Linked DNA regions of Mus musculus: all the other regions are linked to region 3. Evidence: chromatin contacts called from public HiCAR-type, HiChIP or PLAC-seq and promoter capture Hi-C data. All regions are on one chromosome and are shown on one strand. The core of a region is the stretch at or near the end of the contact, and the rest is flanking DNA. Distances in the headings are between cores, read along the strand shown. Region 1 holds the start of Ky (kyphoscoliosis peptidase). Region 2 overlaps Ky (kyphoscoliosis peptidase). Region 3 holds the start of Ppp2r3a (protein phosphatase 2, regulatory subunit B'', alpha). Region 4 holds the start of Rab6b (RAB6B, member RAS oncogene family). Region 5 holds the start of Ephb1 (Eph receptor B1). Region 6 has its middle 70 kb from the start of Ephb1. Region 7 holds the start of Armc8 (armadillo repeat containing 8).

The links. Promoter capture Hi-C pulls out the DNA fragments that hold promoters and counts their contacts. HiCAR-type assays count read pairs that join an accessible place to other places. HiChIP or PLAC-seq counts read pairs in DNA pulled down with a chosen protein or histone mark.
Region 1: an H3K4me3 HiChIP or PLAC-seq map of stem cell-derived neural progenitor cells shows a contact between it and region 3, with 8 times the contacts expected there. The contact joins the promoter of Ky here to the promoter of Ppp2r3a in region 3. A contact is called at or near these places in 5 of 39 promoter capture datasets (the C10 cell line, cranial neural crest, frontonasal cranial neural crest and 2 more) and 2 of 115 datasets of contacts at active chromatin or transcription factors (embryonic forebrain and stem cell-derived neural progenitor cells).
Region 2: an H3K4me3 HiChIP or PLAC-seq map of embryonic forebrain shows a contact between it and region 3, with 11 times the contacts expected there. The contact joins the enhancer-like site here to the promoter of Ppp2r3a in region 3. A contact is called at or near these places in 3 of 39 promoter capture datasets (the 3T3-L1 cell line and pre-B cells) and 5 of 115 datasets of contacts at active chromatin or transcription factors (astrocytes, differentiating embryonic stem cells, embryonic forebrain and 2 more).
Region 4: a promoter capture Hi-C map of hippocampal neurons shows a contact between it and region 3, with 2.8 times the contacts expected there. The contact joins the promoter of Rab6b here to the promoter of Ppp2r3a in region 3. A contact is called at or near these places in 2 of 39 promoter capture datasets (hippocampal neurons and pre-B cells).
Region 5: a contact with region 3 is called in a HiCAR-type map of astrocytes, with 8 times the contacts expected there. The contact joins the promoter of Ephb1 here to the promoter of Ppp2r3a in region 3. A contact is called at or near these places in 6 of 39 promoter capture datasets (3T3-L1-derived adipocytes, the SN4741 cell line, cranial neural crest and 2 more), 6 of 484 Hi-C or Micro-C datasets (cortical neurons, embryonic stem cells and nephron progenitors) and 7 of 115 datasets of contacts at active chromatin or transcription factors (astrocytes, embryonic hindbrain, embryonic midbrain and 4 more).
Region 6: a contact with region 3 is called in a HiCAR-type map of astrocytes, with 4 times the contacts expected there. The contact joins the enhancer-like site here to the promoter of Ppp2r3a in region 3. A contact is called at or near these places in 2 of 39 promoter capture datasets (cranial neural crest and hippocampal neurons), 3 of 115 datasets of contacts at active chromatin or transcription factors (astrocytes, embryonic forebrain and stem cell-derived neural progenitor cells) and 1 of 9 other capture datasets (embryonic stem cells).
Region 7: a promoter capture Hi-C map of pre-B cells shows a contact between it and region 3, with 7 times the contacts expected there. The contact joins the promoter of Armc8 here to the promoter of Ppp2r3a in region 3. A contact is called at or near these places in 2 of 39 promoter capture datasets (liver and pre-B cells), 1 of 484 Hi-C or Micro-C datasets (pre-B cells), 1 of 115 datasets of contacts at active chromatin or transcription factors (astrocytes) and 2 of 9 other capture datasets (adipose tissue and liver).

Annotation. Positions count from the first base shown.
Region 1 is chr9:102,504,469-102,507,721 of GRCm38.p6, forward strand. It overlaps Ky (kyphoscoliosis peptidase), which reads left to right and starts at 1,670. Exons shown (of 11, transcript NM_024291.3): 1 at 1,670-1,810. The coding sequence starts at 1,675.
Region 2 is chr9:102,542,845-102,546,368 of GRCm38.p6, forward strand. It overlaps Ky (kyphoscoliosis peptidase), which reads left to right. Exons shown (of 11, transcript NM_024291.3): 11 at 1-3,395. Among named protein-coding and RNA genes, the nearest start is that of Gm29387, 15 kb to the right of the region's middle. Within about 2 kb of position 2,082, at least 90 of the 459 cell types and tissues checked have an H3K27ac peak or open chromatin away from gene starts, as enhancers often do. A contact at or near this core is called in embryonic forebrain, forebrain and neural tube, where this site is marked.
Region 3 is chr9:101,250,099-101,253,616 of GRCm38.p6, forward strand. It overlaps Ppp2r3a (protein phosphatase 2, regulatory subunit B'', alpha), which reads right to left and starts at 1,734. Exons shown (of 14, transcript NM_001161362.3): 1 at 1,564-1,734.
Region 4 is chr9:103,110,816-103,114,226 of GRCm38.p6, forward strand. Rab6b (RAB6B, member RAS oncogene family) reads left to right here and starts at 1,259. Exons shown (of 8, transcript NM_173781.4): 1 at 1,259-1,411. The coding sequence starts at 1,342. It overlaps Gm46128 (a long non-coding RNA gene), which reads right to left and starts at 2,452. Exons shown (of 2, transcript XR_001779270.2): 1 at 1,711-2,452.
Region 5 is chr9:102,352,933-102,356,616 of GRCm38.p6, forward strand. Ephb1 (Eph receptor B1) reads right to left here and starts at 1,761. Exons shown (of 16, transcript NM_173447.3): 1 at 1,350-1,761. The coding sequence starts at 1,407.
Region 6 is chr9:102,422,522-102,426,247 of GRCm38.p6, forward strand. No RefSeq gene overlaps it. Among named protein-coding and RNA genes, the nearest start is that of Ephb1, 70 kb to the left of the region's middle. Within about 2 kb of position 1,625, at least 85 of the 459 cell types and tissues checked have an H3K27ac peak or open chromatin away from gene starts, as enhancers often do. A contact at or near this core is called in astrocytes and embryonic forebrain, where this site is marked.
Region 7 is chr9:99,567,428-99,571,132 of GRCm38.p6, forward strand. It overlaps Armc8 (armadillo repeat containing 8), which reads right to left and starts at 1,472. Exons shown (of 22, transcript NM_028768.3): 1 at 1,175-1,472. The coding sequence starts at 1,219.

The DNA.
Region 1 (3,253 bases), core at 420-2,919, 1.3 Mb after region 3:
CCATAAAATTACTTTTGTTGCTACTTCGTAAATGTAATTTTGCTACTGTTATGGACTGTAGTGTAAATATCTGATATGCAGGATATCTGATCTGATGTGTGGTTCCTGTGAAAGGGACCTTTGACTCCCCAACCCTAGGGGTCTAGACCTACAAGTTGAGAACCACTGACTTAGAACACACTGGGTGAAGGAGGTGAGTGCAGGTCCTCATGGTTGCCTAAACCACCTCCAGGACCCAGCAGGTTTGTATAATCCAGTCCTTTCTTTCTCAGCCTCTGTGTGTGTGTGTGTGTGTGTGTGTGTGTGTGTGTGTGTGTGTGTGTGTGTGTGTGTGTGTTGACACACATATAGTCAGGGAATAGGGCTCACTTTAGCAGAATGAAACCTATCTAGTCCACCATCTGTCTCCCCTGTCCATCAAGAGACTCAGCTGTCTAGCTACACCAGTTCAACATTGTTAGAAGCCGACAGACATCCAGTTAGAGAAGACACAGTGGCGACCCAATGCTGAGACAATGGAGAGAAATGGTCCAAGGTCACATGGCCAGCAAGTGGTGGCACTGCTGCTGGAACATAGCTTGTATCAGAGTGGCTGTTTCAAGGACAAGGTGGAGAGCTCTCAGGAGCCATGGACCAAGGTGGAGTCACAGAGCAAGCAAGGCCTCCTGCAGAGGTGGCATCTATTACCTGTGTCAACACAAATTAGGGAATTGTCTCCCACCTGGTTGAACCACAGTGCCAAAGGCTCCCAAGCAAAAGCCATGTAAACACTCCTTGGACCTACAGCCAAATGCCCTGTCGCTGTTGGCTGGGCAGAGCAGGCCTGGCTAAAAATAGAAGGGGCTCTCAGGTCCAGCTCCCTGACAGCAGCTGGCAGCTCCCAGTTCCTTTCTTTCTCTCTCTCTCTCTCTCTCTCTCTCTCTCTCTCTCTCTCTCTCTCTTTCTCTCTCTCTCTCTCTCTCTTCCCCTCAGGCAAGAGCTAGTCTTCCCGAAGGAATGGGGAATTTTAAGACCTCCATCTCAGGAAAAATAAGATTGTTAGCTTGATGCCCAGTACATATGACCCAGGGTCTGACACAGTCATCAATGACAGTTGGGGACTTCACCATAAAGCCTCAATCTACGAAAACTATCGACTTTCACAATCTACCCAAGGGAACAAAGAAGTCAAGGCTAAAGATGTGGCCAACATCTGCTCACTCTGCAATTCAACCTTCTTGCCTTTCTTTTCCAAAACTATACCAGTTCTGATTTGAGGTTTCAGGGTTGGCCAGTGACTTCTCTTAGGGGATAGATGGTGGCTATGAGGCAGCACTCAGCCCAGCCACAGAGAAAACTTTGCTGGAGCCCAATACCTGCACTTCCGTTGTACAGGGAGGAAGGGTCATAAACCCTGCAAAGTGCATCCTGGGTGCAGTTCAGGGCCGCGCCCGGGGATTTCCTTTCAAAGGTGACTTAGAGGCACTTCAGGAGGATAGCGCCCTCCCGGGCGGGTTCTAATGGTGAATTTGGCAGAGTCAGCGAAACTGCGCCCGGCGGACCTGGCGGCGGGGCAGCGCCCTCTCCCGCGCCCTCGCCCTCTCCCGCGCCAGGCAGCAGCGCGCACGGGGCCATTTGCAGCCTAGGCAGCCTCGCGAGCAGCCGCTGCGCGCGGGCCGGGAGGGAGGCGGCACCATGGAGCTGAAGAAGGACAGCAACGCTGTGGCCATCGACATGCTGCTCATCGTGCACTCCGAGAAGCGGCGCGCGGCGCAAGCCACGCACTTGGACCCGCAGGCGAACCCGGGCGCGCTGCTGCAAAACCGAGGAGGTAACACCCGCCTGGCCCGGGTCCTCAGAATCCCTGGGCACCTCGGCCACTAAGCCCCCGGGTCCTCTCGCCGGGGGGCGCCTAAGCAGCACCCCCCTCCCCAACGAGGCTAATCCGAACCTCTCCGAACCTCTCCCAGACCGCTGCTTGTGCCCTGGCGCCAGGGCACCTGCGTTCCTTGGCAACGCACAGCGCACTGGTTGCCCCAGGCCTGTTTTCTCCCGCTATTCTCTGAAGGGTGCAAAACACATAGAAAAATGCTCTTCAGAAAGAAACCAGGGCCTTAGGCTGATCACGTGTAGCAGAGGCCTAGTCCCCAGTCAGCATGCAACTCACCATAAGTTACCAGGGACCCCAAAGGGTCCCTGTACTGAGTCAGACTTTAAGATAACTTAGAGTCTCAGTTTCCCCTTTCGTAAGCCTCTCTTTTCGCCTCCAACAGATATAAGGACTGAATGGGTGAAGGGAACCTGGGCTGGGGTGGAGTAGTGTTTGAAGTCTCCTGACCGTACTTGAATTTAGCTTCAATTTTACTTCTTCTGCAGACTTTGGGAAAACGAAAACTGAGAAGTGATTGCTTATAGGGTGATTGCAGAAGGCAGAATCTGCCTCTATTCTACACACACACACACACACACACACACACACACAACTTGTATAGCGTATAAAGGGTGCCGAACGGACGCTCAGGAAATCACCGAAAAATGTAGGGGCCTCGTGGCGCTGGTCTTGGAGGGAGCCTCTGAAGCTGACTTGAGGGTCTAACTCTGCACCACTTCTTTAGCAGAGATGCCTGCCGGCTGCACAGAGAAAGATGACTGCTACCATCCCACTCTCCCTCCAGCTCCCACGTTTCTTGGGACCCCCTCCCGCTGCTCTATCTGCCCCCCACTCCCAGCTTCTGTGCGCATGATGCACCCACAGCCTGTCCACCTGCTGTGCGAGGGCAGCGGTTCTCTAGACAACCTTGATCCATCAGCCACATGCGCTGGAGCTATGATGCAGCCCCTGGGGAGCTGGAAGGGAGGCATTAAGGGAAAGAGAGACTGGAGAACTGAGAGTGTTCGCAGCAGTTAGAGTTTAGGACGGAGTGTGAGGACGGGAGCTGTTTAGGTTAATAGATCCTGTAGTTCTCCGATGCTGCTCCTGGGAGAAAGGATTAGACCCTCTCAGGGTCTTTGAAGGAGAAAGAAAATGTCCTCCACGTCTTGATGGGAATGAGATGGCGCCCGTCGCATGTAACACAATCCAGAAGACCGCTCCCCGAGTGTAGTGAGGCCTAGTTCCAAGTCAGCCCAATAGTCCCCACCGCCCAATCAGAGTCCCTTTGCTTCTGACACCAGAGAGGATAAAGAGAGAAGCCATAAAGTGCTGGCTATCAAAACTGCCCTCAAGGTACCCAAAGCCTACCCAAAATGTCCATGACTCCAGAAGAGCATACAA
Region 2 (3,524 bases), core at 832-3,331, 1.3 Mb after region 3:
TAAGAGCAGAGAGCCCAGGACACCACTAATCTGCATGAAACCACTTCTAGGCCTCTGCTTCAGTCCCCTCTGCCTCAATCTCCCTGCTGTGTCACAGGCACTGAGGAATTTGTGCCGCCAAAGGCTCACTCAATGTGGCTGTGGAAGAAGAGACAGAGGCCAGGGCCCTCTAGAAGAAAAAGGTGCTATGTAAATCCAAGGTATTGTGAAACGTACACCCCTGCCTGTGCCTGCTCTTGTGTTAGGACTTTGTTGCTGTAGAGCTGAATGGGAAAGCGGAGGTGTTGCGGGTGCTGAAAGCTTTCCCCACGATGCCTGCCTGGTGCTTGAGGCTGAATCTATGAGAAAGGTGTGCTCCCCCTGCAAGTAACATGGTGTTTCTCCCCACTACTTCTGGACCCCAGGGAATGTCGGGCCTGCCCATCTTCCACATTCCTAGTGCTCCTATTAGCTACTTCATGCTCTTCAAGAGCTTGCAAAGGGGGTGGGTGTAGAAAGCAAACCAGCTGACCCTCAGCCAACTGGAGGCTGCTGTCTCCTGATGCCTAGCATCTCTGAGATGTGCTAAGGGCAGGAAAGCAGCCGTGTGCACATTCGGATGTCCTGGCTGGGGACCAGGGATGGAGTGGGTTTGCAGGTCCAGCAACCCACATGGAAGGGTGAAGACCCCGATTCTATGTGCCTACCAGAGTTTAGCTGAGGGCCTGGAGATTGCCCCACCCCACCCCCCACCAGCCATCCTCAGGAGCCTCAAATGCCTACATAGCCCACTGGTAGCCTGGCTGATGACCTGGGCCCTGGGCAAGCAGATTAGCCCCAGCAGTTATCAGATACCAGGGATAGTGTCTGATAACAAGATGTTGCTCCTTCCTTACAAGCCAAACCAAGCTGAGGGGACCACCACCTGCCCCCTAGAGAAAGTGTTGGTCTCTGTCTCTGAGGAAAGCCCTATCATAGCCATTTTCCCTCCTGTCTTTCTCTGAGATGACAACCCCTGCCCTGAGTTCAACCTTCCTTCCATTGGGAACAGTTGAGGGCCTCTTACTTGCTCCGGCCTGTCCTAAAAAGCCTGAGCTGCCTAGCTGGCCCTCAGCAGCACCTGAGGCTGGTGTTTCCATGGCAACAGCTGAGGGGGGAAAAGCAGGCTGCTGCAAACAGGGAAGGCCTGAGGAGAGCCCCCCGACAAGAGGTTCCTGCAGTAGCATCCCAGTGCACAGATGTGCTCCAGGAGGGTCCCTACCAAATTTCAGGGTTCTAGGACTCTGCTCACTGTGCCTGTCTCAGGACCACCCCCCCCCCCAATCCCTCACTGCTCTCTAAGGAATGTCCTCAGGCTCAGCTGCCGCCAGAGCCAGCCTGGGATACTCACAGCCTCTACAGTCAAGTCTTTCCTCAGTAAGAGCCCATCAGACTCCTTCGATAAGTGGCTGACCCCTCATGCTAGATCCTGGGACTATAGAGGTGAACACAAAGGACTCAGCCATAGGCACCCGCATCTCTGGGTGGGCAGTCTGCCAAGTGGAACCTATCTGAAGACCTAGGAGCCCAGAACTTCAGCTCTTCATTCCCTTCTGCCCCTTTCCCACAGGTCCCCACTGCTACCCACCTGATACCACATAGCCCCCCTCCACCAGACTGGGTAGCCTCACTTGTGATTAGCATGGCTGCTAGGGGCTGAGCTGCCTTGGCTCATGTCCAGGGTCCTCTGGCAGTCTCAGCCCATCAGCATCTTGTCACTCACGCCTGGAAAACGCACCAAAGTGGGGTGGGGTGGGGTGGGAGGTGGCGTTGTCTCCACTACAAGAAGACGGTGGAGTTTGCACTGCCTGGAAACAGCCTTTCCTCACCCCTTTTATTTTATGAGCAGTAAGAACTGTGCTATGTTTTAACGAAATAGTAAGTGCTTCGGCGGTCCCTGCCACTCGCTAGACACAGCCGCGACAGCCACTGCTAGCCCTGCAGAAAATGATCCCCATGTTTTTTTCAAAACAGCATAATTAATCTATTCTGGAGCTTGTGGAGGATGCTACCCCACAAAACAGGAGCTGTCCTCAGCACCAGAGACCCAGACCGAGCCTCTCCCAGCGGCCCGGGTCAACCACACGCTCCGCCCTCCTCATATAACCAGGTAGTCCCTTTGTCAAGGCAACTGTAGGTGCACTCGGAAAAACGCCTGCGTTTCTTTTTACTGAAGCAAAGATACACGAAACCGAATCCAATCTTCATGAATTTTTACACGCATGCTGCTCAGCCTGAAAATTTGGAGGCTGCGTTTTGAAGGCTTTTTATTCAAATCCCCCTCTTTGTCTGCTGGTCCACGAGTCTCATTGGCCGATCAAATGGCACGAGCGCCCCCTGGTGGATCACGTGCGAAGTTGCCACCGCTGCAAACCCCCAAGCTGGCTCTTTTTATGATGTTTGTTAAAAATCACTAGGTGCTTTCTCGTCCCTTGCGGACAAGTTATGCTGTCTACGGCATCCACATCGTGGATAGTTATCCTCGTGGTTGATATGCCAATGTCAGCGTTGTCTTGCAGACTGTCAGAAGAGCCTGGGGAGACTTCCCTGGCCTGGCGTGGTGAGAAGATAGGATGGGATTAAGAATTGAGCATCTTGCCCAGAAAGCTTTTCCTGAGACAGAAACCCTGGGCACAGGAATGCCTGTCTGGGGTCGCTGTGATCACACTCATTACTATGGCAATGACAGGCTGAAACTGATCAAACTCAGCGTTTTGCCAGGCAGGCCCCAGGATGGGCGCCAGGGTGCAGAAGGATGGGGCGTGGTGAGGCAAAAGGGTGCAATTAAGCTCTTTCAGCTTGCTTCAAAAGTGCCACCAGCTCAGCTGGACTGTTCTCTGTCTGATTGTGAATATTTTGAGTTCTCCATATGTTACATTGTCCCACGAGGACGGACTCCTCCCGGCCCACAGAGATTAAAGAGACGTAAATAGATTAACTGAAGCATGAAGGATTTGAGCTAGATATAAAGAACCATTTCCTGTTGTGAAGCAGGAGGGACACGTTGCCAATAAACTCTCGGCGAAATTCTCAAAGGACTTGAAAAGGAGAAAAGTTCCCGCAGTGGTCCGGCATTTTCTTTGCCGTGCTTACTGAAGCGGTTGGGTTCTCCCTCCGCTAACTCGTAACTCTTAAACAGTACTGGTTGGCCGGCAGTAAACACCAGGTTAATGGTGTGACCATATAGCTCACTGTTGTGGGATTTCAAAGGCCGTTTATCTGAGGTCTGCCATTTCCTTTCATCTGGAGTAAGTAAAGCCGCAGAGGTGACTATTTCTCCCCGTGTGTGCTGAGTAGTGTGGGCCACTGGCTGTTAAAGATGCTGTCCTCACATTGTTGCTGGGGTTCTTTTTCAATAAAATTTATATTCATTTTTATCCAACAATGTAATTATCGATCCATCCTTATCGCTGCTCTTACAAGGAGAAAAAAAAAAAAAAACAACCAAGGGGGGAGGGCAACACTTTCATGTTCAAAGGATGCTTTTAAAAAAAAGAAAAGATCAA
Region 3 (3,518 bases), core at 484-2,983:
ACCAAGATAAAGCCAGATAGTCACTGTGTAAAATGCTAAGCTACTTTTTAATATATGCAAATCATATGTGTGAATGTTAAAGCATTAGCTGCCTACTATTCAGGTTGTTGGTGTTTAAAGCTATCATTGAATCCAACCACATGGGCCTTGGGATAGACTTTTCCAGTGTGTGTGTGTGTGTGTGTGTGTGTGTGTGTGTGTGTATAAACAAAACAAAAATCAAACAAACAAACCCCCAAAGAACCGCAAAACTTTGTATTCCTGACCTGAGCTTTCCAGGCTGTGTAAAAGATCCATTTTTCCCCTCTCACGAGTATCTCATGCCATAAGTTTTGTCAGAAGTGGTGAGACAGCCTTTTGAATGCAATAAACGTGAATAAATTGCATGCAAATCAGGAGCCGTCTACAGATTTTTAAGAACGCTTTCAGTAATCGTCATGGAGACCAGTGAAAGAAACTGAGATAATTTTTAACGATGCCAAGGAAAGCCCTGTGTTTACTACAACACGAGCCTGCTGCCTGCTTAGCTGGACGCCCATGCTCTGACCTAGTATGGCAATTCTTAGGGTCCCTGTGCTTGATGCTCTGTTTACAAGAAACTGAGGCCAGACACTAAGGAAGAACAAAGAAAAATGCCTGGCACCAAAGAGGCGGGGGACGTTTTGTACATAACTGAAGATCCGTGGAGGAACTCTTTTCCAATTTTGAAAGGCACTACAAATCATCCTCTCCGCTTACGTGTTCAAGCATTTATTCTATGTTCTTAAACTATTTTCTACAAAGAAAATACCTTATAATTTACAAACAGCAATTTGTCCTCCCCCCTCTGCATCTGCAGACCATCAAGCGGGATAAAATTTCCCTAGGCTTTATCAGAGTGGGAGGAATGGAAATAATGTGAGCACAACACAGTTCCGATGCAACATCAACTCCAAGCCGGGCCAGCTGGTTTCCATCGAGCGGTCCCCAAGGAGAACGCCCCTCAAGCCTGCAGCCCGGCCGGCGCGACCGTGGGACCGGCTGAGGTGCTCGCAGCTCAGCCACTCGGTCGCCCGATACCTTTGTTTCAGGTGCCCCTGTGCCCAGAGTGGCTGGGATCCCGCCCGCAGCCCCGAACTGGTGACACATCCTTCTTTGGCCAAGTCGGGCCGAGGCCGGGCAGGGGGCGGGGAAGGAAAATAAAGCCTCAGCGCCTAACGACGTGACTCTCAGTTCTTCCAGAACCTTGGCATTTGCTGCCCTGCCAAGCTTTCCTGTTAACGAGTTCCCGGCCCGGGCGTCCCGCGAGGTGGGAGGCGCCGGCCATCCGGCCCCCTGGCCTCCTCCGCGGAGCTCCCGGGCCACCGTTCTCCACGGCCGCCAGCCCCGGGAGTCCTCTGGCGTGGCGTGCCTGCGCTCCACCAGGAGTCCCTTCACCGCGCGCGGCCCCTGCGGCCAGGCCAGACCCCGCCCCCGGCCCCGCCCGCCCCGGTCTCTGTGCGCCGCCCCTCGGCCTCGCCAGCCCGTGGAGGGCCGGGGGCTCCCAAGGAGAACCGGCCTAAGGCCCCGCGTCTGTGCGCCTACCTCAGTGCCCGCTGCTCCTCCTCCCGCGGCTGCCTCGGCTCGCAGGCGACGCGCACACGCCACCCCGGCTTCCCGCAGCGCGGGGTCTGGGCCGCTTACGCCGCGCGTGAGGAGCCGAGGCCTGAGCGCGCCCCGCCCAGCCGCCCAGCAGCTTAGCTGCCCGCCAGCGCCACAGCCCCGCCCACTAGCGCCACAGGCCCGCCCACCAGACACGCCCCCTCGGCCCCGGCCCCGCCCACCTGGCCGTGCTGGGTTCCTCCCACTCTCCTTCCTCCGAAAGGGGGCCCTGAGGGGCACTGCGAGAGCCGTCGCCTCGGCCGCCGCTGTGATTTACTTAGTGTAATGGAGAAGGCTATTCGCACTATTTGGGGACTGAATTTCATGTTAAGAGTATACACTTTATGATGGCCGTCATTATTTTTATTACCCTTCTTACTGTCCTCTTCGATAACTGTCCTGCTCTTCCGGGAGGCTATCCCATCTGACTACAGTCTACACTCTTACTGTGGCCCACACCAGCATGCTCCTATTCGCTCAACCCAAGTTGTGTGAATTTTGAACGAAGAGTTTATTTATTTATTTATTTTAAGCGAATTGTTAACAGAATAAAAATTGTTAAATAAACAAAGCTATGTAAAACAAATGCACAACTTAATGGAGTGTTCTGAAACATTTGCAATTTTGATTTCTTAAGCTTTGACCCTAGCTAAAATAATAAGCGAGGTTTGCTTTTACTAAAAGTGGGAAATAAATGGGCTGACTGGGCTAGGGATGTAACCCCGTTGGTATAGTAAACGAGGATAAAACCACATAAACTGGGAGAGGTAATGTATGTCTGCAAAGCTCTGCAGAGGTGGAGGAGGCTAGATAGAGAACAAGAAGTTCCAAGTGTTTGAACTTTGGTGACATTGCTGCTACTTTGAGGCCAACCTGGGCTACATGAGTACCACAGCTAAACAATAAAAATAATGCAGTTCAATTCTAAATTAAAAAGTCAATCAATCATTATGTAAGCACATAGGTAAAACAAGCAAGCCAGTCAGGGGAAGGAACAGTACGTGACATTTGGTCACGTAGAGGTGAAGAACCAGATGTAGATAAGACTTTAAAGAGCCAGGCATTAGGCAAACTGTGAGAACAGGCTCTGCGTACGTGTTTTATCTCTTCCTTTCTGTCAACATTTCTTAGCAAAACAACAGTTGCTTACAGAGTGCCTTATGTGTACATGTGAAATCATATGTGATGTGTACATACATTTAGGTATAGATGGTGCATACAAAATGTATACAATTTCACATTCTGTAGCTATGTGTAAGGTTGATTATAAGAAATATATTTTTATTTTTAAAAGAAAAATGTATATAAAATTGCCTCAAACAGGCTCTACATCCTGAGTCATTTCACCAAGTTAATCTTTTTAATAGCTAGAATGTGGTCTTCGTTGTCTTGAAAGAAGAAAAACCATCACACACCCAACTTTATACTTTCCTATTTTAAAAGTCCTTCACCATACCGCGTTGAATATCTTCTTTTGTGTCAGAACAATCCTGTGAAGAAGGAAGGGCAAGACACAAAGAAGTGACAAAGGTCACAGAACAGTTTTTGATGGTAAGGACAGGAAGTACACAGAGAATCACAGAACTTCAACACCTTACCCCCTGCCTTTACCTTTGGACTCCTGTGGGGCCTTTGCCCTCCATTTACTTACACAGTCCACTGGAATGAAAAGGACATAATCCCTCCTGGGTGTGGAGGAGCATGCCTGCAATTCTAGAAGATTAGAAGTTCAAGGCTGGCTACGGGTCATAACAAGTCAGCTAGCCTGGGCTGCATGAGAATCTGTCTCAATAAGTAGGAAGTAAATAAATAAAACCCCTGTTCCAGAAAAGGACACAATTTCATGCCTGGAAATTTGATTCAATACAATAGAACCATCCTCTATCTTAGTGAATTAC
Region 4 (3,411 bases), core at 9-2,508, 1.9 Mb after region 3:
TGTGTGTGTGTGTGCATTTCACTCCTGGCTTGCTTTGTGTAACATACACTACACATTCCAAACAGTCCCAAACAAACATTCCCTGAATGGCCAGAGAAGGTCAAGACCAGCAAGTGGCTGGAGAGGAAGAGGGGAGGGGCTTTGTAAAGCCTCAATTAACCCGATGCCTTAGAGTGTACTGCTTGGGGACTGCGTTTAACCTTAGTCTGGCGTCTACTCCTTGCTCTCACGCTACTGTGTGTGCCCTGCAAACTTAGAGGTCGCTCTCTTATACTCTTGTAGCTCATTACCCGAATAAACCTAACTAGCAGGGCGCAGGAGTGTGGTTGGGCTGACGGTCTCAGGATCAAAAGAGGCAGGGCATTGTCTTTGGGTTAGTGGAGCTGTCTTCTACCAGGCAGGTTAGGTTTCAAACCCTAGTAGGCATATCCTGTAAGGGTGTCTTCTCTCTCACTGGCCAGCTCCTCTGGGGACAACCACAGATCCCCTCCGCATGAAGAGTCTGAGCCTAGCTAGATAGGAGGTAAGCTAGAGGCCAGCAGGGGCCACCGAGGAGCCATACCCCAGGTCTGAGCCAGGTATCCGCACATCTTCCTACTCACCACCACACCACACACTGACCCTTTCCTATGTTCCCGCCCTGTCTGACCATCTATCTGGGTCTGAGACGGAAGAAGGGAACCGCATTTAGGTGTCAAAGACCAGAAACAAATGTCCTCTTGACCAAGTCCTGTCTTTTTTTTTTCCCCCTAGGTGGGTGGGTGAGACAGAAGCAGCAGGGCAGAGCAAGACGCTCCAAAGAGGGCACCTCTCTTAGGCTCAAGAGGAGGTGGCTCTCCGGAGCCGGCTGCCCGGGTGGGGGCTGGATGGCGCACGCCCCCCAAGCCCCGCAAACCCACGGGCTCCGCATGACATCAGAGGCTTGGGAGCGCGCAGAGCGCAGGCGCGGGCGGAGCAGGCGGGCGGGAGGGGGCGCGTGGCGCTGCTCGGAGAGCGCTCCTCCGCCCAGCTCGGTCCCTGCGCCCCGCTCCGCCCGTGCCTCGCTGCCCGCGCCGAGCTTCGGGCGTCCACAGCGCGCCCGTCGCCCGTGCAGCCAACGCCACCCAGGGCTGCGCCGCGCACCCCGCCTCCTCCCTTTCCGCCGTCGCCGCCGTCGGACACGCAGCCGCAGGCCGGGGCCCGGCCGCAGCTGGGGAGTCAGGGGCGCGCGCAGCCAGCCCTTCCCCCTCCGGCTCCCGCACCGCTCGCCGCCTCCCCTCGCCCTCCTCCTCTCCCCTCCCTGCTCCTTCACCGCTTCCTCCTCCTCCTCCTCCTCCTCGCCCGGCCCCAGCTGCCAGCACCATGTCCGCAGGGGGAGATTTTGGGAACCCGCTGCGAAAATTCAAGTTGGTTTTCCTAGGGGAGCAGAGCGGTGAGTACTCGGCTTATTCTCTCGGCTCGGAGCCGAGTCTTTTCCCCACGCCGCCCATTCAGCCACCCCACTAGGGACCCTCCCAGCCCTGGCTCGCCAAGGCCCTTCCACGCCCCGGTAGAGGAGAGGGATGCAGATGGGGAGATGGGGCTGGCTCGGGTGGGGCCGGGCTGGGGAGGACCAAGGGGGAAAGGAAGAAGGTGGTTCTGGGGGTCAAGGGATGAGGGTGAGTGTGAGATCTGGGTACGGGTACCCGGTGCAGGTGCGTCCGGGAGGACCGAGGGCGGCGGCTGGCTCACCCGCTCTAGGCGCCGGGCTCGCGGGCTCGCTGACTAGCTCGCACTGCGGCACAGGCTGCGGAGCACTGTGCAGGTGTCTGGGTGCCGGCGAGGGTGTGGGCGAAGGGACAGGAGCCTCTCTTGGGAGAACGAGGTGGGGCTGGGAGCTGGTTGCCCCCACCCCAAGGTTGCGCCCGAGGGGCTCCCTGCGGACCCTGCCTGGAATCTAGGGAAAGGACGCGTCCAGCTCTGGAGCAGATTGCTGCTGGGAAATGGGGAACACGACACCTGTCCCTTTTCGAAAAGAGTGGGTGCAAGTGGTAGGGTAACTGGGCACTTAGCTTCTCTGGCTTACATCCGACTGGGCAGAAGGTTCTAGACTCACTGTCCTTCACTAATGTGTTAGCCTCTTTGGGGCTTAGGGGTGTGGATCGTGAGAGTGAAGATTCTTCCCATAGCAGGTGACTTGGGGGATGGTACAGAGGCGTCTCATATCTGTGAGCTTGGCACTGGGCAGAGAAAGGCCTAGGCGACACGCCCTGCCTGGCTTCCCTGCCCCCTCTAGAGAGCATCAGTGGAGCCGGTGGATTCTCCCACCCCCCATCTCCCAGCTCACCGCCCTTCTTGGGGGAGGGGAGGTCACCGTGGCAGCCAGCCAGAGCCTAAGGAGGGGGAGAGTAAGGGTTTCTTTGCTGCCCAGGAGTCTCCCCTCCCAAGTATCTGACACCCAGGTTGGTCCAAGGTGGGAAGCTCAGACAGAAGAGCAGCGACCCCTCTGATACCTGTGGGAAGGAGTACCTCCTTGAGAGCCTCGGTCCAGGAGTCACATAACCAGGGGGTTACAGACATAAGCTGGGCTTCTGAGCATTTCTGCTGGAAGAGAGGGGGATCCCGGGGGGGGGGGGGGCGGGATTCCCAGCTCTAGCTCTGTAAACCAGTTCTGTTAGCTGGTTTGGAGGCCAAGAGGAGGAAGGCCGTGGGAGGACCTGGTGGGCCCAGGCACCGTGCAGCTATGACGTGTGCGTGTGGGCTGTGGAGGTCACATGGCCACCTCCTGTCTGCTGATGCTCAGTACCTGAGCTGGAGGGTTGGGAGCCGGGTGGAAGTCGGGGTTGCCTGTCCCGGAGAGCTGGGTTTGGGACATTTCACATCGTACCCAGCTCAGCTAGGTAGCCAGCTGGATCTGATTCCCTGTGCTTTGTAGATCCCAAGTGTCACAAAGGACACCTCCGTTCCTTGCTGTGTGGAAAGGATTTTGGGAGCACCTCAGCCCTAGGAGGGAGCCTGCAGGTGCACAGCAGCCTTGGGGGGTGGGGGGGGCTCTCAACTGTGTTGTCATTTGCCTGATTCCAGGCCTCCTGGACACTCAGTTTCTGTCTCTGAGTAGTGGGTAGCTGGAAGCAGCCCTTATGCCTCATGTTTCCCCCAGTGCCTGGACTATGCTGGAGTTCAAAGAATATTTGTTAATTCTAAATCTGAACACAGTTCCATAAAGAATCATATGTGGTGAGTTTGAATGAAACTCTGGGCTCCCTTAGCAACTGCTGATGGGTGGAACACACACACACACACACACACACACACACACGCCACCCCCAGTGAGAGTTCTGCCAACCCCTCCAGGTCTGGAGTCACAGAAGTGAGAGACAGCCTTTCCTCACATGCTCATGTGGAGAGAGAGTGGGGAGGTCTTGCCCAGAGACCCACTGTGAGTTGTGAACA
Region 5 (3,684 bases), core at 511-3,010, 1.1 Mb after region 3:
CCACGGAGACTGAGCAGCGGTAGTCTTTGCCATGGCTAAGACATCTTCCCTGCTATGACCAAGAGGGGCACGGGTGTATGCCAGTGCTTACTGGAAGGGTTAGAGACGCTGGACCAATGTTGGTCTGGAGTTTCCACTGAACGAGTCCGTTTCACCTGGAACCTGCAATCCAGTGGAGCCAGCTCTCAAATGGGAACACAACAGGGGAAACAGAGAGCTGCGAACCTTCCACGAGGAATGTCCCTACGGGTGGAGTCCACCTGGCCAGAGACATCCATCGGGATGTGGGGCTTCCAGCAGGGGTGGCGTGGCGGCGGCGCCTCACCCCAGAGTTGCTCTGTTCGAGATAACTCTAACTGCTCCTTCTCTACTGAGATGCGTCCCTGGAGGTGGCGGCCGCCGCGGCTCCGCAGGGAAGGTTGGGGGCGGGGAAGGGGGCGGGAGGCGGGGAGGCGAGCAGGGATTTCCCACGGGATTCGCGGGAGCCCTGAGCGCCGGGGCTCCTGGGTGCGCCGGGTAAGGGGTCCGCTGAGCGGGTTTGGCTGGCCACCAGCGGGAGGCACAACCACGCTGAGCCAGCAGGGATGGTGTCTTGGCTCGTGGGCTCGCAGCCACGCAGTCTCTTCTAACTGCCGGATGAGTTTAAGCACCGCCAGCACTCACCCAAGCCCACCCCTGCTCCAAAGCTCAGAAGGCGAGAAAGGCGTCCGCCTCGCACTTGCTGTCCCTGGAAGATTGCAACCCGGCAGCTTCTAGGGCTGATTTCCCCCCCAGGGTGCGGTCAATGGATTTGGCCCCTCTCGTTTGGCAGTCACTTGCTGGGGTACTAGTAGGACCTTCTGTGATCCCCCAAGCAGCCTGCCTGCGGAGCCCAGAGTCCGGAAACCTCAGACTGCGAAAGGGAGACAGCAAGCTACCGCTCGCCAGCCAGCGCATCCAGGCCCGGGATAGAAAGAGCCGAAGGTGCCGACTCTAGGAGCCCAGTGGCCCGAGGTATCGCTTCCCAGACCAGCTTCGCCCAGAGCTAAGGAGCTTGCACCGCAATGCAGCGGGATCCAGGCTCTCTAAGCCGGAGATGTCCGGTGATCGTGCTGTCTGGGAGCACCAGAGCGCAGGAGCCGAAAGACTCTGCGTGCGAACGAACCTGCTGTGGGCGCCCAGGGTCGGCGCAGGGCATGCCTGTGGGTACCGCCCCATCCCGGTGCCCCATCTCTACCCAGGATCGGTGACATTCTCTCTCTCCAGCACCAGGATGCCCGGCCGAGCAGCCAAAGGAGCCCTGCAAAGCGCGCGGCACCCATGAACTGGCAGCCGGCAGCCACCAAGTTGCTCCGCGAAGGGTACGTTACCTTCCATCGCGGCCACTGCAGATGCCAGGAGGAAGAGCAGCAAGCAATCCAGGGCCATCGCCGGCCAGCGGCCCCCAGGCCGAGCCCCAGCGGAGACGCGCCGCGTCCCAGGGCGCCGCTGCGCTCCCGGCGGGTGGCTTCTCCGTGTCCTTTCGCGCTCTGGCCGGGACCGGACTCCCCGGAGCGCGGCGTGGGCGTGGGCGGGAGTGTGCGCGCGTGGGGCGGTGCGGGCGCGCGTGGATGTGGGTGTGCATGTGTGTGTGTGTGTTTATGGGAGAGGTGGGTGTGTGCGTGCGTGTGTGAGAGAGGGTGAGGGAGAGCGAGCCTGGGAGAGCGCGCGAGAGCGTGTGCGTCCTGGTGTCACATTGCGAGCTACAGCGGAGCCTACGGGAGGACAGAGCGGGCCAGACTGACGGGGGAGGGAGCGGGATCCCCCACCATCAGCTCTCTCTCCACCCCTAACACCTCCTGTCCAATCAAGGAATCAAACCTGCAAAATTCCCTCATCCAATCAGGCGCGAGCACCTCCTTACACTGGCATTGTTAGTTTAAGAAAAACTTTTGCTTGCAAGGCTGTGTGGGAGGGTTAGGAAGGCGCTAGGAGGTGATCGCGCTCCCTCTTGTGGTGATTTAGGAGAACTGCAGCCTCGCACGCTCGCTTTCCCCAAGCTGAAAAGGAGGGGCTCAGCCAAGAAGTCAACTGAGGTCCCTTATGCTTACAGACACCCCACAGCTACTCCTGACTATTCCTATGCAGAATGCCGCCACCCTATATCATTTTACTAATCAATTTTGTTTATTTTTGAGTCTTGTCTGATCTCGTTCACTCAGAATTCCTGGAACCTTAACAGTGTCTTATTCTTGGCATGCATCTGTGGAGTGAGTGAATATGGTTTCAAGACTTTATGGCCGGCTGCTCGGGGGTAGTTAGAACACCCTGTGGGCTTCCTATCATATCCTCAGCTGTATATCTCCAAAAGTCTCTTCCCAGGTGGATCTCTGAGCATCCACTGTAGGGCCTGCTGTCAGAAGACAGTCATAATGGGAAGACATGAAGAAACAGCCGAAAGTCTGACAACTTGTTGGGGTATGGGGAAGGGAGACATTGCTTTGAACCAGGCCTGGAGGTAGGTGGGAAGGACTGAGTTCTGCAACCACAGGAAAACCAGGCTCCAGAATAGAAGTGGTTTCCCACCATCAGCTCTGATGATAATGCCCCATTTTGCTGTCTGTTGATCAGGTCAGGCTGTTTCAGATCCGGCCCTGGCCTTGATGCTTGTCAGAAGCTGTGTGGCAGAAGGTCCTCACCTCCTCCCGCAAGGTTAGGGATGCTCCTGGAAGACTCATGTGGGAGGGGCTTCAGCCCCCTCCCCAAACCTTTTAAAGACATTAACATCTGGCAACTCTCCTTTGGGAATTTAGTTACATTGATTCCCCACCCTGGGTACTTACTCTGTCTTTCACAGACACTGCCTCCCTCTTCACCACCCCAGCCACACTCAGACCCCTGATTCTGACAGGTCTTTGTTTCCCAGACTTTGACACAGGCTGTTTGTGTCTTCCCCTACCATCCACCCATCCGGCCTCAGAACCTGAAAGGATGACGTCAGTGACCGCTGCTTAATCTTCCCTAATACTACCTCAGCTGCTCTTTGTCCCTCCACAGCACTGTGTCTTGAAGTCCCTTAAGTGAGGGATGCCCCTCTCTGACATGGGTGAGTACTGGGTCTTTTGCAGCTTTGGCAACACTCTCCACAGTCCAATTTCACTGCCTACCTGTCTTACTACTTCTTGCCCTTCCTCCTTCATCCCTCCAGCCTCTAAGAGAGGAATCCCCAAAGCTCTTACCTTGAAACCCCTCCCCCTCCCTGCACTGGTGACCAACTGCATCCATCCCTGTGGATGGATTATAGATAGATGATGGATGGAAAACAGACTGATGGATGGATGGATGGATGGATGGATGGATGGACAGACAAATGGATGGGTGGATGGACAGACAGATAGGTGAATGGACAGATGAATGGATGGATAAATGGGTGGATGGATGGATGGATGGATGGATGGATGGATGGATGGATGAATGATGACAAGCAGATGAATGGATGGGTGGGGTGGGTAGATGATCTCAGATGGATGTTGGGTGCATGCATGAGTGGTTTGTGGGCTCTTTCCTTCCCTCCACCCCACCAAGCACACCCAGCAAAACCCCCTCTCCTGCTTCCTCTTCTTTATGCCTTTGTCTCAGGTCTATCCATCTGTCTCAGCTCTGTGTCACCCCTCCTCCCTCTGGACAACTGAAGAATCTAACTGGCCACCCGGTTTCTGTCCTCTG
Region 6 (3,726 bases), core at 375-2,874, 1.2 Mb after region 3:
TAGACAGAAAATACCTACTGTGTGTTCAAAAAGCCCAGGGAAAAGGATTTTGAATGTTTTGTTGCTGTTTTTACCACAAAGAAATGATGGGTGTTTGAGGAGACACATTTAAACATGCAGCCACATGTACATATTTTAAATATCATGTGACACCCAATAATAATTACCTAATAATGTATAGATGGCTGGCTCATTTTTTAAGGAGGGGAGGGGGACTGAAAATCTAATTGTTTTCGCTTAATTACTTGAAAAGGGTTCAAGATGTTTTTGAGTCTTACGAAATGTGGTTCTCTCTCTCTCTCTCTCTCTCTCTCTCTCTCTCTCTCTCCCCTAGAAATGTAATTATGCATTTGTCTGTTTCCAACATGCACAACAGAAAGCAACCTCTGTGGCCCAACTTTGACAGTTCTAACCACTAGCTATCCAACTGTGGCTTCGTCATGGTGGGGGTGGCAGCAATTCAGTGGAGGCTCTGCACATGGGAGGCGAGCCTGTTCCTTTTAAGCTAGAATCCCAACCCTTTGTAGACATTTTACTATGTCACAGAGTCTTGCCAAGTTGCCCAGCCTGACCTGGAACTCCCTGTGTAACCGGGTCAGATGTCCTCTCTACCTTTCTGCATCCCTTGTAGCTAAGATTACAGGCCTGCACCACCAGGCCTGGCTCCTAATCTTGTTTTGTTTTTTGTTTTTTTTTTTTTTTTTAACCTGTTTCTTCTTTACCACACACATACAGATAACTATTTGTCTTTGGGTTTGGGTTTTGTTTTGCTTTGTTGCTAAAATAGTTTAGAAAACTCTTAGACCCCCATAGCACTTAAGGGACAGTCAAGGCTCACTGACTGTTTCCTGAGCAAGAAACTCCCCTTAACACCACAATGGCAGGCTTCTTTATAGCTTCTCCGAGCGCTCCCTCCCCTTCATCACGCCTTCGAGTTTCATTCCATCTTTGTCGATCTAAAATGTGGTTTTGCCCTTTTTTTTGGCCCACCAGCATGCACTCCCCGGCTCAGTCGTAAAATATTGCAGCCATGTACTTGGGACATTGAATGGCCAAGGCCTTGTCAATGTCACCCAGATCCAAGGGAGAGAACAGTCAGTTTGCATTTGTGGAGCTCATAAACAATGAGCCCGTGTTTGCTAAATGATCGGCCACTTTAATCAAACCCATAATTCAACAGCATTAACACTGTTAAATCTTAATTCGTCTTCATTACAGGGTAGCTCGCAGCTCCTGTTGAGGGTGGAAAGGAGGTTTCTCTCTTCCTCTCTCTCACTCAGTGGGATTCCTTTGTCGTCCTGGGGCTGCAGATCCTTCTACCCCTCCTACTGCTTCCCGGGGATTGCCAAGATGGTGGCAATGCCTTTCTTTTTTCTTCTTTTCAAAGCTCAGTAGAAGGCTGTTTCGCAAATGCAAACTGCCTGCAGGCAGAGCAGAAAAACAGAGGGGCAGGGAGGGAGAGATGGGAGCAAGGCATGTCTGCAAGACAGCAAGAGTAGTTTTTAAAAAGCAAGTGCTTGCAAAGACATAACCGCAGCCAGGCTGGAAGAGGAGAAGGCCACTCCAGCCCCGCTGCTTCGGCAGGCCGGTCTCTGTGCTAATCCCAGTGCGAGCAATAGGAGCTGCAGGAATCTGAGCCGCCTGCCTGACTTCAGCATCTGGCTTGGTAGCCAGTTTGCGGATGTGGACAAGCTCTCTGTCCTGTGAGTGAAGAAATACCATCGTCCTTTATTAACCAGTGTTTGCATTCGGGTCAAGCTTTAACTCTGCCAGTGCTTCAGTAAATCCTGGCCTGGGTTTATGAGAATAGGAGAGGGAAAGAGGGTGGGGAATCGGGGCCGGGTGTGTGTGTGTTGGGGGGTGGGCAGTCGGGGGGGGTAGTGCAGCCTTCACCCAATAATATCAGGGTATATTCTGGCTGCATGTATACACACACACACACACACACACACACACACACACACACACACACACACACGTGCATCTATGTCAAGCTGCAAGCTATAGAGAGCTTTGTTCCAAAATGAAAGCAGCTGTCAAGTGGTAAACAAAGAGGATTCTGGGGGATTAAAATGCTGAGACCTTCGCTAATGTGCACCGTGGCCAGGTGGTGCCCGGAAGGGTTTTGAAAGGCTCGAGGCCGGCACGAGGTGTGTGAAACCGGAGCTCAGCCTTTCCGTGGAAAAAGTCAGGGGAGAACAAGAAGGAGACAGGCTCTCTAGCCCTGAAACGTGTTTCCAGAAGAATCTCTCGAATTAAAATAGATGCACTCCCAAAATAATCTTGTTTTGAAACATCAGAAATCTTAGGAAGAGGAAAAGGCCACCAGCAAGCTTACCCTTTGACTCCGGTGTGGCCCTTGCTATTTATAATGCATTTTTTTCCCTCGCGCATCTTAAAATAATCAACAGATATTATCACATTAACTCTTGCAATCCCCCTTGTCCTTCCTCAGACTCCTGTCCTTTAGGGACTACAGAGGACAGAGTCTGGGCACTGGTGGCTACACCCTCTGAGGCTCTTTCCCCTGTGACTCCCCAGGACTCTCTTGGCCTGGGACAGCCTCCTGACAGCATGGTCAGTCTTTGGTCATCTGCACAAATGCCCAGGGAGAGGGACTCGTGCAGGAGGGAGATGCTGGAGCATGGAGCTGCCAAGATCCCAGCAGCTTCTGTGATCCGGATTTCTGCTGCAGGTCTCAGCTGACCAGAGTCACCATGTGGGTCAAGGCAGCGAACTGATCTCTGGGGCTTCTTGACTACTTATTGCTTCACAAGTAGAGTTTTGAAAAAGTTATATCCAAGTACATGTCCAAATGATCCGTATGAACCAACGTTTAAAGCTTAGGAGTCAAAGTCAAAGTCAACAGGTTGCTTTAATTAGAAATCCAGCTACTAGGCTGGCTTGAGGGCCAGAATAAAGCGGCTCGCCTTGATGTGCAAACACCTGAGCTGGGTCTCTAGAACTCTCATTTTAAAACAAACAAACAAACAAGCAAACAAAGTTGTGCTCACATGCTATGAGCAATCCCAGAACCCAGCAGGCAGAAACAGGGAGATTTCAGGGGCTCACCGTCCAGCCTTCTTAGTTGCATAAGACTTTAACCAAAAAACCCAATGTGGCATGGTTTCACCAAGGTCACCCTTGGAATGCTACATGCATGCTCATTGCACTCACAGGTGCATCTGTGTACACACGAGCGCATACATGCAATCTCTCTCTCTCTCTCTCTCTCTCTCTCTCTCTCTCTCACACACACACACACACACACACACACACACACACACAAACACACACACACATAATCTGAAAACCCAGGACTGGTACCCACTTGTTATCTCTCAATAGGAGCTAGATGAGCCTGTCCTAACAGCTAGGGGGCTCTCAGGATGACACTGGGGGTTCCCTGGGGAAGATACTACCGGTCCCCCAAACTAGCTCTAAAATCTATGCAATTGGGCTGGGACACATTTACAAATACTTCTACATAGATTACTACATACACATGCAAAGCGCCTTAGTTTGTTTTCTATTGCTATAGCAGAATATTATAGTCCAGGACATTAATTTTTTTAAAAGAAATTAAATTTTTTCTATTTTTGGAGGCCGAAAGGCCAAGTCTAATGAGCACGCTCTTTCTGGTGGGGCTGCTGCAGAGTCGGGAAGCACCGAAGGATGTTGCAGGGTAAGTGGCTACAGAAGGGACCTGAGCAAAACCCACATCCA
Region 7 (3,705 bases), core at 222-2,721, 1.7 Mb before region 3:
TGTCTTTTTGGGTAGCCAGCATGGCTCTAACCAGCCCTGACTGGAGTGATGTACCTAGTGCCTTTGAACACAAAAGTGTGTTTGTGTGAGAGTCAGGGAAGAGGAAAGAAACCGGTTGGAGTTGCAAGACTATAGGGAATCTGACAAGCCATCTATAATCCAACTGCCATCTCGGTAAGTCTCCACAGGTCTAAAAGATGATTCTTTGCCCGCCTATTTCTTTACTTCCAACAACAACTGAATCATTGGTAGGCTCTATTTGGAGTCCAACTGCTAAAATCTGTGGTCAAACCTCCCAGAGTTATCTCCCAACAACACTCATTCTTGTTCATTTCATTCCTGGTCCTGTTTTTTGTTTTTGTTTGTTTGTTTAAAGGACATTATAGCGGAAGGCGAAAGTCGCCTTCTTTGCTTTTTGTTGTTTCTTTTTAATTTAAGAAAAAAAAAACCCTGATATTTCTTCTAGGTATATCAATACGTTCCCTTCTTTCAAATACTGGGGGAACCTATTCTTTTTCATTCCGACTTTTTGGTCCCTCCTAAAATGTTTTGCTCTCCCTAAAGAAAAATCAAACACCGGACATTAGAAACATAGTTTCTCTAGTCTCGGAGCCCGGACCTCAACAGCAGAGCACAGCAAAGCGGTTTAAATAACCATACACAATAGCGCGAGTTGCAGCTGATGTGAAAACCTCCATTGCCAAGAAGCAAGCGGTGTTGGCAGGTGCCCTGGTGGTAGGGACTTGACAGAAGACGCACAGCCCTGGTCTGGCAGCTCTGTGCTGTGGCAGCTTAAGAGTTCGCACCTCTTCTAGCCACAGCCCTGGAGAGCGAAGTGGACTCTAGGTTCCAGGCCTGTCCTGAACCCTCGCAGGCAGCGAGCTCCGTCCCGAGAAGCAACAGCGCAGGGAGGAAGACGGGAGAAGGCTCGGCCAAACCCAAGCCGCGCCCATGGGCCGGCTGCCTGGAGCCCGACCTCCCCGCCGGCCGAACGGCCGCCGTCCTGGGAACCCGCACCGGTGGGAGCTCTCGAGTAGGAGACGCCTCCGACTCGGCCCGGGTCGCGTGCATCCCAGCTGAGGCCACCGCAGTGGGTGGTGCTCGGGAGGCTCAGGGCGCCGGGGTAATGCTGTGGGCAGGACCGGGGTTGCCCCGCGCCGGGCGGGTCACTCACCGAGAGGACGCTCATGCGGATTGGGGTCTCCAACAGGCACGCCATCTTGAGCCTTCCCACCCGGCTGCTGCCGGCGCCGGCGCGCGGCCGGCACTTTCGACAGCCACCTATGTGACCTGCAGCCGGAGCCTCTGTAGAAAGCCCAGGCAAGCTGCCCAGAACAGACCGCGCCCCAGGCGTCGCTCGAGCACCGAAGGGGCTGGGCAGAAGGGCGAGGGATTGGGAAACCGCGCCGGACCCCGGCTTACGAATCGTCCTCTCAGAAACAGCAGCTACTCTCGGCTGGGGTCAGAGGTGGGCGCGGGCAGCGGCCTCCGCATGCGCAGAAGCCTGCCTGCCCCACCTTCCGCGGGTGGGGGGCGGAGCCTCACCCTGGCTCGACGAGCTGTCCGCACTCTTAAATTTCAGTTTACAGGTTTTCTTTCCTAACCGCTAGTAGGTGGAGTTACTATCTACGGAGTCTGAAGTTCACTTTCACATTCATTATCTCACTCTACACCATTCCCTAGTTTCAGTATTCTCTCCCTCTTAAAGCTGGAGAAACTGGTCTCAAAACTAGGTCTTCTGCCTGCAATGAAAATCGCCTCACGCTTCAACAGTTAACTATGACCTGCTTTATTTAGCGTTGCGTGCCCGACCCACTTACTCTGGTATATTGGTAAGAACGGGTTCTCCACAGCCAGGACGCCTGGATTTAATCCTAGCTGCTTTTCGTTAGTGCCAATATTTTGGAAAGGTTCTTAGCCTCTTTATATTTATTTCACTTCTCCCGACTGTAAAATAAGGACTAATGAGAATAAATGGCCCAATAAACAACAACAACAACAACAAAAATGCCTGGAATGTGGAAAGCCTTACGTTGTCTGTGTGTTAGAATTATTTCCAGCCTTTAGGTCAAATGGGGGATGGAGAATTAAACTATGTGAATGTTTCCTACTAAAATATTCTGAAAGTAAAGCCATCCCTAATTCAGGTTGTTACCTCAACTCCACTCACCTCCCAGTGCTCTTTAAGTAAAAGCATATCTCTCCCATTGTTTCTCATTTCCTCCTGTACTTTAATGTCTACATTTATTGTATCACTTATCACCCTTGCTTATAAGTCTCTTACAAAGTGTTGCACTTCTGAAAGCCTGGAAGTTTAAGAGAACCCTGGTGCTGTAGCGGTATATCCTAAGCTCTGTAACTACAGTCTTTCCCACTCTTTACACAGGAATTATTACTCATTCAGTAATTTTATTTAAAGCCAGATTGAGCCCATTTAAGATTGTTAGCCTTGTCCTAAATCAAGTCTGTGAAATCAAATGTGTTGTATTCTTTTTTATTCTAGTACATATTACCATTCATAAATACATTTAAATGTTCATCTGTCCACCCATGTAACACCTAAAATCACGTCCTAGTATGCCTGCTACAACCAGGCAAATTGTAATTGTATATAGCACACAAAAGCATTGACAATTGTACAATAGTCTCTATATGTGTGAGCTATACCTCACCCAGAAACTCGGGCAATACATCTTCTAGGAAACCCCTCCCTCGAGGAAGAACTAGGTGACTCTCCCAACTCCATATATTTTCTTTAAAATGATTTTTCATTTATTTATTTATTGTGTGTGTGTGTGTGTGTGTGTGTGTATGTGGATTCACACATGTCCTGGCCAGAGGACAGCTTAGGAAGCAGGTTCTCTCGTTTCATCTTAGAGGTCCAAGGATCAGAGTCAAATCATCAGATTTAGTGGCAAGAGGTTTTACATTTTGAAACATCTCCCCAGCCTGCATCATGATTCCTTAATTTCAGGCATCAGTATGTTCCTGTAACATAATATCTCTAACAATATATTGCTTTATATATGTGTGTTTGTGTATGTGTGTGTGTTGATTATAGAGGTTTGGGAAAAGTAACTTTATACTAGTCATTTCAGGGAGACTACAAAAATTTTATCATCTTGGTTTTTTTTTTATCTTAATGCCTACCATAGGCATGTATTAAATGTTTGTTGAATAACCACTTTTTGCTTTGTTTCAGCCTGGGACAAGATAGAAGTATAGGCAGGTTATTTGGGAAGTACTTCCAGGGAACATAATTGGTGAATCTAAAAGGAGGGGGGTGGAACAAAATCTATATAAGAGTTTGCTATTGAGATCATTCTATATTCTTCAAGGGCCTCTGAGAAATAAATAGAACATCATGCTGGATTATCCATCTTGAGGCTGGAACATGTGTCCACCATTTTATTAGTTGAGGATTTCCCTTTGGCAATTAACTTTCTGTCTTTCTGACTGCCTCTCTCTGTGCCCATCCCGGTCTGTGTGTGTGTGTGTGTGAGAGAGAGAGAGAGAGAGAGAGAGAGAGAGAGAGAGAGAGAAAGAGAGAAAGAGTCCTCAACATCCCAGCTGGGATGATCTATTACAAGCTGGCACAGAATAATGCCTAGATGTCAAATGCTTGGCTCAGAGGACAATTTACTCACAACACTCTTAACACTTGTTAACTGTTTCTATTTACTCATGGACCAGCCTTGTGAGACA